Regions from separate parts of the Oryctolagus cuniculus genome. Here regions 1 and 2 are each linked to region 3. The links are chromatin contacts, called in public Hi-C and Micro-C maps. All regions are on one chromosome and are shown on one strand. The core of a region is the stretch at or near the end of the contact, and the rest is flanking DNA. Distances in the headings are between cores, read along the strand shown.

Region 1 (3,115 bases), core at 324-2,823, 330 kb after region 3:
GGGGCAGCCTTGGCAGAGCCCAGCAGGATCGGCTGTTTCTATTGTTGGATGCATTTATGGGCCCTCCTGGCCGATTTGGCAAGCAGTTTTATAGGAACGGTCTTCCGGGAGCATCCTGCCCTGGGCGAGTGGGGGAGTCTCAGAGTCCCGCTGCTACTCGCTTTGCACCAGTCCTCCTCAGCCCTAAACACCGACTTTCAAGGCTCTGCTATAGTTAGAAATTCAACTGGCAAACTTATGCCATTCGACCCATGACTTCCCCAAGTGTAGTGCCATGCAAAGGTGGCAAATAGTAAGGCCGGCCTTTCAGAATGTACCAGGCACCCCAACCTAAATTCACAGTCGAGAGAACACCTTATTTGCAATAAATGGAATCACAAGTTATTACAGGGGTGATTACCTTCCTAGGCACCATGAATTTAGAATTATGTAAAACAGAAGAAGGCCCGTCTCTAAAAGTTCATCCAACAGTGATTTAAATGAGGTAGCACAAAGTGTGATAGCTTTTAACGTGTTCAAGTTCCCATGGCAAATCCCTGTTATAAAATACTTTGCTGTTTCATTGATTTGATAAGCTTAGGGTGGGGTACGTTTTGCTATCTATATATATTTATATAGTGATAAAGTGTCTTATCACTATATATTTTTCACTTAGAAGCCCAAAAAGTCAATAAGAGCAATCTTTAGGTTGCTATACTTTTCCTACCGTTCACATCGAGTGCCTACGAATTTTGGGCCATAAACTCAGTGTTGGGAACAGCATTTGTTGGCCCTGGAAGAATGTGCAGGCCAAATAAATTAGTAGGCATCTAATTAGTAGGCACCAATGTCCTATGCAACATCCCCAGTACCACATAACTGCAGTAATATATTTGAAACAAGCCAATTAGTATGCCATTTGTACATTAATTCTCTCCAATATATATCCTGAGTTTTCCTAAAGGCCTTCTCATTTGCAAGGTTTACCTTTATGATAAGTGTCCTTATTAAAATATAACTGAACTGCACACACACAGTATGTAGAATAAGTCAAAGTTCTTTTTAAATACTGGTTTCCATGAGGGCTAAAGAGCCTCCTCATTGGGGAATGGATTTGAAGTGGAGCAACAAGGGAATTCACACATGCACAGACAAGTACTATGGCTTCAGTAGGAGAATGCAGATGAAGTCAGGAGACAGGGCTGGGAAATGAGGGTCACCGTGAAAGAACCCGGCAGGGTCCACAGCCCCCGCCACACGTCTGCGAGTCAGACGGGAACAGGTTCAGAGGGGTGGATGCTCTTCAAGATGCTGGCTGGTATTTTAATCCACCCATCCCATCTGCAAAGGGCCTTTGGGCAAAAAGTGTGGCACCTAAGAACGGAAAGATCTCACCAGATTCTAGAATGCACAGGGGCTCAAAGCACACTCTGCAAAACATTCTCCTAAATGAGCACAGAGATGGAAAGCTTCTGACCTCTTCAGCCTGGGCTGCTATTCTGTCACAGTAATGAAAGACGGGAGAGGGTCGGTGGCCAGGGCTTCCCACCAACCAGGAGCAGGAGCAGAGGGCCACGAGAGACAGTCAGGAACCACAGGAGTGGTGTGGGTAGCTGTGGCCGAGGCCGGGGGCGGGGGACACAGTAATAGAACTAGGGAGAGCAAGCAGAACCCAGTGACAAGGGGAAGCCCAGGCTGATTCCTCAACACTCACAAAATACCTCCACCTCTCTGGGGACTCAGAAGGATGCTGGGGTGGAGAGGGGACTTGAATCAGACTGCACGGCACTAGCAGGGCAGGGTGTGGGACTCTGGGGGCTTGGTCTTCACACTGATGAGATCCATTCACCCCCAGGGCTGGAAAGGCTTGGAAAGAATTCAGTTACATAAGCCCTCATCAGCCCCTCCTCTTCTTTCTGACAGGCAGTCTTAGCCCTGTTATTATCTCTGATCTTGGACCACTTCCCTGAGCCACTGGGCAACCAATGTCTCTTTCTCAAAAGTAGGGAGAAATGTAAATTCTTCGGTTTTCTCCTAAGCAGCCAGAGAGTCCCCGATTTGCATGGCCATGTGAGTGTAAAATATGATGATAAAGAATGCAATTCTTAAGACACGTCAAAGACGGCTCATTAGATCAACTTTTTTTTTTCTTTCCCCTGTATTCATGTTGTTTTATTTTTTTTTTAAACAGGGACCACTGTGCCTTCTTTCAAGTGACAAGAGTTGTGACAGCTGCTCTATAAGGTATTCAATGGTTAATTAAGACAAGACTGTCAGTGCCGAGCTCTTTTGTGTTTTGTAGAAAGCAGTTGCTAAACAGATGAAAGTAGGTCTGAGGCAAGGGGTAGCATAACTATTATTTCAATTAATAAATAGCTCTAAAAGTGAAGGAAGTGATCAAGGCCCCCAGAGCGTCTGTATCTGCCCCGGTTCTGTCAGGAAAATTAAACAGAGCGCTCGTGATTGCCATTGCTTCTGCCGAACAGATCCAAGCAAGTTGGGTCACCTGTGCTGAGCGGGTTAGCGTCTGCCTGGTTCTTGGGGCACCCCCTAGTGACACATTTGTTACCCTGGCACTTCCGTTTCGCCACCACAGAGCCAAATGGTGGCCCGGTCTCTTCCCTCTTCCATCTGCATGCTCTCCTGCAATCTTCCCCCTCTCTTCCACCAAAGCAGCCCTAAAATGTATTTTCAGACAAATATCAGGGAAGCGTTTATAAATATTTCAGAGGCATTTCATAAATAAATAAGCAAATCTACAAAAAGACTTCTCTCCTTTAATGAGATCTTGGCTGTGCTATATGCCTTTCTATTTGAGCGTAATGAAAACCAGTTGGGAAGATTTCCATACCGGACTCTCTTTTGGGGAGGGGGTTCATAATATATGAAACACGCCTGCTCCGCGTCTTTGAAACACAGAGCCTTGTCGTTGACATATTAGTCAGCTCTGGCACGAGGGAATAGCTTTTACTCTTTTTAAAGTAAATACTAATCAATAGCAACTGTGCCGACAAAAACCTTCTTGCCGCCTAATTGCATCACAGCTACTCATAGACCCCAACAGAATTTTCCCCTGGATGTAACAAAATTAACTACCAGGGGCTGAGCCAGTGAATTATCACCCTCTCACTATTCA
Region 2 (2,896 bases), core at 263-2,762, 350 kb after region 3:
GACAACTATTTAAAAAATACTCACATCACCATCATTGTGAAGTGCTTAACGAGTTACCCCAATTCACCCACAACAGTCGTTTTACAACTGCTTTGCTCATACCACACCCAAAATAAGATGTAGTTGGTGTGGACTTTTAAAAAATTATTATTCTTAATCCATTCCATCTCTTAACAAACTATAAGGAAAATGGATACGGAGTCTGTCTCTGACACCTGCCCACCCATCACAGAATATTTGGCAGATCAAAAAAAGGTACTATCAGGAAGGCTCCTGAAACATCCAGAGCTTCCGTTCATAGCCTTCTGAATTCTTCAGAACCATGGACGGCTGCTTTCACCGTCACAGACCAGACCCTTTAGCACAAGACAGGAAAGCAGCTACAATTGTCACACAACATGCTGAAGAATCTGGAAAGGGCATTTCCAGGAAGACAGACAAGGCATAGTATCTGCTCTCAACTGTTTACAAGAATCAAGTGTTTGAAGCTGCTCCGATACACACACTGCCCAACTTAAGGCAACAGGAAATCAGACAGGACCCATGCTTTGCACTTTGTACTATTCAGCACTGAAAGCTCTCGTGTTTTTCTTGCACACTGCATGCTGTCCACTGAAGTGCGAACAAAGGCAAGCTCAGGTACCCAAGCAGTGTTCTACCTTGTGATGATTCCTTCAAAAAAGATGGTCTCTTGGACTACACGTCTTGAAGTTCTTCCTCTAGAGGAAGCATCTTTCTGCATTTTATTAAATAAGCAGTTAGTGTTTTTTTCCCCAACCCTCTTCCTCACAACCCAAGGGAAGAGCCTTCATTTTATTGATTTGTGTCTTCCCCACTTCAGCACAGCACCTGGCGAATGGACAGTCCTCAACAAATGAGTTTGAGACAAACTAGTGAATGAGAGGGAGCAGAGGCTGTGGGGAAAACACTGGGCTGGGAGCTGCAAGCCTGTGGTCTGGGCCTCTCTTGCTCTTAGGACTTGGGGTGACTTGAGCCTCTACCTCCCAAGGGCTCCAATGATCTCCAGGATCTCGCCCGACTCTTAAAAAGGGAATCCATAATGTCAGAAAGTATTTATTTTACTTCTTACTTTGCAGTGTTGAGCCCTCTATTTGTTAACACCTAGATACTAACTGCGAAGCAGAGGACCCCAGCCTTTCACAGCAGTCCACAGCAAAGACACTGTGTTCTGCGAGCTGCCCTGTAACTTATAGGTCTATCATGTCCCCACTGCAGATGCCAGTGGCAGCAACCCCACCCAGAACAGCCTAAAGGAACCCTCCCATCTAACTCACCCAACAGGCACACCACGTGTTGGATGTGTGCCAAGTGAGTGGCACTGGGAGCCAGGCATAGCCGGGGTTCAGAAGGCTTCTCTTTCCCAGTTAGTCCATGTCTGACCCTGCTGTAAGAGCAGCTGGGGTGACTGACCTTCGTCATGGCCAGTCACAGGGCACTGAAGTTTAAGAGGTAAGCACTGGCAGGGGTGAGCACAGGTAGGGTTGGCCTATGAAAACTTACCATGTGCGTGAAAACGACCTTGGCACTTGCTCCCCTGTTTCCTGCCATCCATCCACACCCTCTTTACACTATCTCACTCCAGAAAAGAACTCTGGCTTTCAGCTTGTTGACAACTCATCTCCTGATGGTGTTAGCTGATGACTTCTCTGAGGCTTATGGTGTGACCAATATGGATGCAGGAAGAACAGAAGGGAGGTGCTGAGTTATATTTACTCGGCTCTCTTTCACCCACTTACAATGAAGCACACAGCTGGGATGAGTATTCTCTTGCTTTTTAAAGCCTTTTTTATAGCACCACTACCACCAAAATATGCTCATATTATACAAACAATAAAAACAGATTAGAACAAAGAGGAAACCAACGTTACCACGTATGACAGTTGTTGAAATTCTTTCATACAGTTATCAATGCATATATTTCTTAAATGTCCACAATTATATTCCCACCCAACAGATAATGGAATTATATTTTTAATAGAACAGAAATTCTATTCTATTCTATTTTATTCTAATGGATAGAAGCATGTAATTCTATTGTATGATTATATTTTTTTGGTTTACTGAAGTGGGGAGTTGTATTTTGAGAGGGAATTCTTAGAAACAGAAAGCTTCTAGGATACAAAGGAATGAATGTTTTGTGGTAGAACAAATTGCTAAGGCAAACAGACTTCCCTAGTCCATCTTCAAATCTCCAACTAGAAAAGCCTCTTTATCTTCAGCCCCTCTCAGGTACCACTCAGTGACTTGTCAGCATTCAGACACTCACAGCTCTAAAGGCAGGCCTGGGAAAAGAACTGGACTTAAAGTCAGAAAACCTGGTCTTTTACCAGCTCAGGGACCTTGGACATGTTACTCAACCTCTCCATCTTGGAATGCCCTATTAGTTAGTGAAGAACAGATACACAGTAAAATTAGTGGAGTGATAATACAGAAGTGGCTCAAGGAGGCAGCCAGATAACAGGGTGAAAATAATTCGTAAACCATGATTGCATAGAGATCCAATGAACACCTATTGATAATACATGTTACCATTTTCAAGAATTCAAATGTCATCTAACAATTGAGAAAGCTCTTGCATGTTGCATTCTGGACTGGATTCTGGCTGCAGCCATAGTTGTAGAATGCTCTCTGGATAGCATTATTGGAAACTTGTCATTATTTGAAAGTTTCTCATGCTGAGACATCCCCCAGCTCAGAGTTTGTCACCTTTAGATTACCTATCTTTTCTAGATAGGTTCAACTCCCAAGGGAACACTTGCGATGTTCCCACATTCAACCCTAAAGAGGACAGGCTGGACCAGGAGACCAGCCAAGAGATGTCAGGTTACACCATTGTTCAGGGCAACAAAGCACTGCTCTGTTTCCCTGCGCCTCT
Region 3 (3,282 bases), core at 709-3,208:
GTTGGAAGGGCTGGGCCACAGCACACAACCTCTGTAAGCCCCAGTCTCCTTAATTAAAGAACAGGAGCCTGCCAGTGACTTTCCAGGGAGGAGTAAATGAGATAAGTGTGTTTGTAAATCACACAGCACTAAATAAATACAGATGAACATCCATCCTCCTATTTATTTATGAAATGCCTAGCAAACTTCAGAGGCAATGAAATCAAAAATGAAAACCGAAATCTGGCTCATCTAGGGGATAAACTTGACTTACTTTTTATACCCACGAGAGCCAAGATTTTTAAGTCACGTTATCTCCTTAGAATACGATGAGGCTTAACCGATTTCACTTAAAGAAAGAAAAATCCAGAAACAGAAGTTTTCAGCTGCTCGCTTGCATTCCGTTTGTCGGCTAATATGTGCTATCACGTCTGTGTAAACACCTTATCACTGGATGCGGCATTGCAACAATTTACAGAAAAAGCATGTCCTGTCATGTCACACACCAAACTGACGGATGCAAAAAGCTCTATTCATCTCTCAGCTCATCAATCGAAAGCCTGGAGTGGAGGGAGGTACCCGCAGGACAGCAGCTAGACTGGGGGAGGGGACTTGTACATTCTTTCTCAGAGGGTCAACCTATGGCCTTTTGGGGAATAGCCAACATCAATTCACATCTGAGTGAGCCCTGGTGGATCTCCCAAAAATATACATATATTTTTAAGTAGAGGAACACAGAAACAGTTTAGCTGCTGATTCTCAGTGCCTAATTATGTTTTTTTCTAAATTACTAAATATTAAATACATAGATTAAGGCAGCCTTGATTTTTTATTAATAAACACTGTGAATATTTAAAAATGCACCCAGAAAACATTTCCATGGCGAAGTATTCTTAGAAGATTTGCTCCATAACCATCTTTTAAAACAACTTAGAAGGATTTCAAGGAAACTGACGTCTTCATCTACCTCTGCAGATCTGTCTACCCACATACAAACCCATCTCCTCATCCACCCACTTCTCCATTTGTCCTTCCATCCGTCTACTGTTCTGTCCAGTAAATAGTCATTTATAAAAATGATATTCCCAGGCAGCCCAGGACAAACTACAACTATCTGGGGGCTGCTGTGGGTGATTCTGGCTGCTGCTCTTAGGCACTTTTATTGCCATTCACTTGGCTGGGATGGAAAGATTGAAGAAGCAGGAGCCTGGTGAGAACTATTAATACATTTACAAGTGTATCTTCCCGGTAGGATAACAAAGATGTAATCCACATACTCTATAAAAAGACTATTTCTACCTAGAAATTATTTGAGAACTGGCAGGATTAATGAAATTATGTGGTCCGCGTTTCAAATCGAGGCCAAAGGGGTTTTCTCGGGCATCATGTCACCTTCCTTATGCTCCAAGTGACACAACTCCAATACACACCAGCAAGAGGCTGCCCATGGAACGGTGCTTGTAACATTCTCTCTGCTCTGTGGAAGGTCTGGGCTTGCCCCCCCCCCCCACGCCTGGACAATAGCTGGATCCCTTCTCGGCCGACTTCAGTAGGGGCAGCCACTTGGGTTTTACCTTCTCAAAAGCCAGGCACCCCCCTTCCGCCGATCCTACCCATCACGGGCAGGGGACAAAAAACTCAGCTAAGGAGTGACATGGAAATGGTGCTTCATGTTTTACTCAGTTAAAAAAAAAAAAAAGCCAAGTTCTCGCTAAATAAATAAATAAATGAAAACCCTATTTACTGGGATTGCACGCACTACAATGCACATGTTCAACATGGTAAGATGCCCCGTATTTGTCCATGAATGGGCTGTAGGAAAAACCCTATGACGGGATGGACATTGCCTCGAAGCCTCCCTACCCACACCAAGCTCCACTTAGGTGAACACAGGCTGAGCTCCTGTGAAGCCAAGGGGTATTTAGTCTGCCGCAACCAAGCACGCTCTCGCATTTCCTTGCTACTGCACGCCATCTGACCAATGCACCTTCCCGATGAGCAGAACTATCAATGTGATCACTGCTCGCCTCCGTCTGGCAAGAAGCAAGCTAACCACGGTACTGGGATTTGGTTGTTAAGCAAAAATAAAACCGAAGGATGAGACCAGGGGTGCTTAAATGAAGATTTATGACTTCTAAGCATGAAACCACTGTAAGCCTAAACTTATTTGACAACTAACACACAGGAAGGATATTCTCTTTGCTGAGTTCAAAAGGCCTGATTTACTGATTTAAAACACACACACACACAAGTAAATCAGCCAACAAAGAGAAATGTTTCTCTTTTATGGTCGCTTGTTCTCTCCTCCCTTGCCCACATGCATCTGTGTACCAAAAAGCTGTATGGCAAAAGATTGTTTCTGTTTCGCATAAAAAAATCTAATTAGACAAACTTACACATGGAACCAATTTAGCTATTAAAACTGAGAGGCAACAGGGAAGTCTTTAATATGATGCTGGGCCAACTTTTTCCCCTTCAATCTGATATGGAAACATTTTACAGCATTCCTCTTTTTCCCACAAACTATTTTTCTTCAGCTTAAATTTGCACCGGGGCAAGATAATCCCATTAAAACACAGGATGTTATGATGCCGGGAATGAAATATACTAATTGTTCTCTCCTCCCTCTCTCAAGCAGCTGAGCTGACAGAGAAACGGCTGTGCCAGGACCTGCGAGCTACTTCTCCCAAAGCACAATACTATATGGCAGCCAGAGGTCACCCCAAGACAGATGTGTGAGCTACAGCTCTGGGGGGCAGCTGTGTGTGCAGGTGAGCTTCTCCTGGTTGTATTAGCAGGAGACACAGTGGCTACCTGAACTTGACAGTGGGTACTAGAACTACAAAAGCAAAAGCCTGTGTATCAGTGAACATCAAAAGAAAATGAAAATATGAAAATACACTTTCCTTATGATTTGAAGGTTCATGTTCATTAGGGACGACACATTCTAAAAATGTCTCTGCCTCTTATCTCTTTCCCCATTCAACACAAAGTATATTAAACAGATAAAACTGTATTAAATGGATAAGGGTTGGCACTGACACTTCCTACATAACAAAATCTATTTTTGTAATTTAAGGGGGAAAACTGGAAGAGGCACCTTAACTGCAAAGCAGGAGTCATTTTACGCTAACAGTATTTATGACAACACCCCAAGTTTTTGAAAGAGGAGAGAGAATTACTTTTACGTAAGAAGTGGTAAGAAACTCAATTTTTTTTCTCCTCAAAAGATTTTAAGAGCATGGATCACACGGCAAGGTTTTTTCTTCCCTGTGTCTAAAAATCATGAAATTGCATGTTCTA

What was found. A called contact is a pair of places that touch in the nucleus more often than the background predicts.
Region 1: a Hi-C map of an unstated tissue shows a contact between it and region 3, with 6 times the contacts expected there. The contact joins two enhancer-like sites. A contact is called at or near these places in 3 of 6 Hi-C or Micro-C datasets (ear pinna, psoas muscle and an unstated tissue).
Region 2: a Micro-C map of ear pinna shows a contact between it and region 3, with 4 times the contacts expected there. The contact joins two enhancer-like sites. A contact is called at or near these places in 2 of 6 Hi-C or Micro-C datasets (ear pinna and psoas muscle).

What each region holds. Positions count from the first base shown.
Region 1 is chr12:83,818,673-83,821,787 of mOryCun1.1, forward strand. The region is part of intron 2 of RORA (RAR related orphan receptor A); the gene reads right to left. Among named protein-coding and RNA genes, the nearest start is that of RORA, 340 kb to the right of the region's middle. Within about 2 kb of position 1,574, at least 1 of the 8 cell types and tissues checked has an H3K27ac peak or open chromatin away from gene starts, as enhancers often do. A contact at or near this core is called in ear pinna, where this site is marked.
Region 2 is chr12:83,838,534-83,841,429 of mOryCun1.1, forward strand. All of the region lies in intron 2 of RORA (RAR related orphan receptor A), which reads right to left. Among named protein-coding and RNA genes, the nearest start is that of RORA, 320 kb to the right of the region's middle. Within about 2 kb of position 1,513, at least 1 of the 8 cell types and tissues checked has an H3K27ac peak or open chromatin away from gene starts, as enhancers often do. A contact at or near this core is called in ear pinna, where this site is marked.
Region 3 is chr12:83,491,018-83,494,299 of mOryCun1.1, forward strand. All of the region lies in intron 3 of RORA (RAR related orphan receptor A), which reads right to left. Among named protein-coding and RNA genes, the nearest start is that of ICE2, 120 kb to the left of the region's middle. Within about 2 kb of position 1,959, at least 1 of the 8 cell types and tissues checked has an H3K27ac peak or open chromatin away from gene starts, as enhancers often do. A contact at or near this core is called in ear pinna, where this site is marked.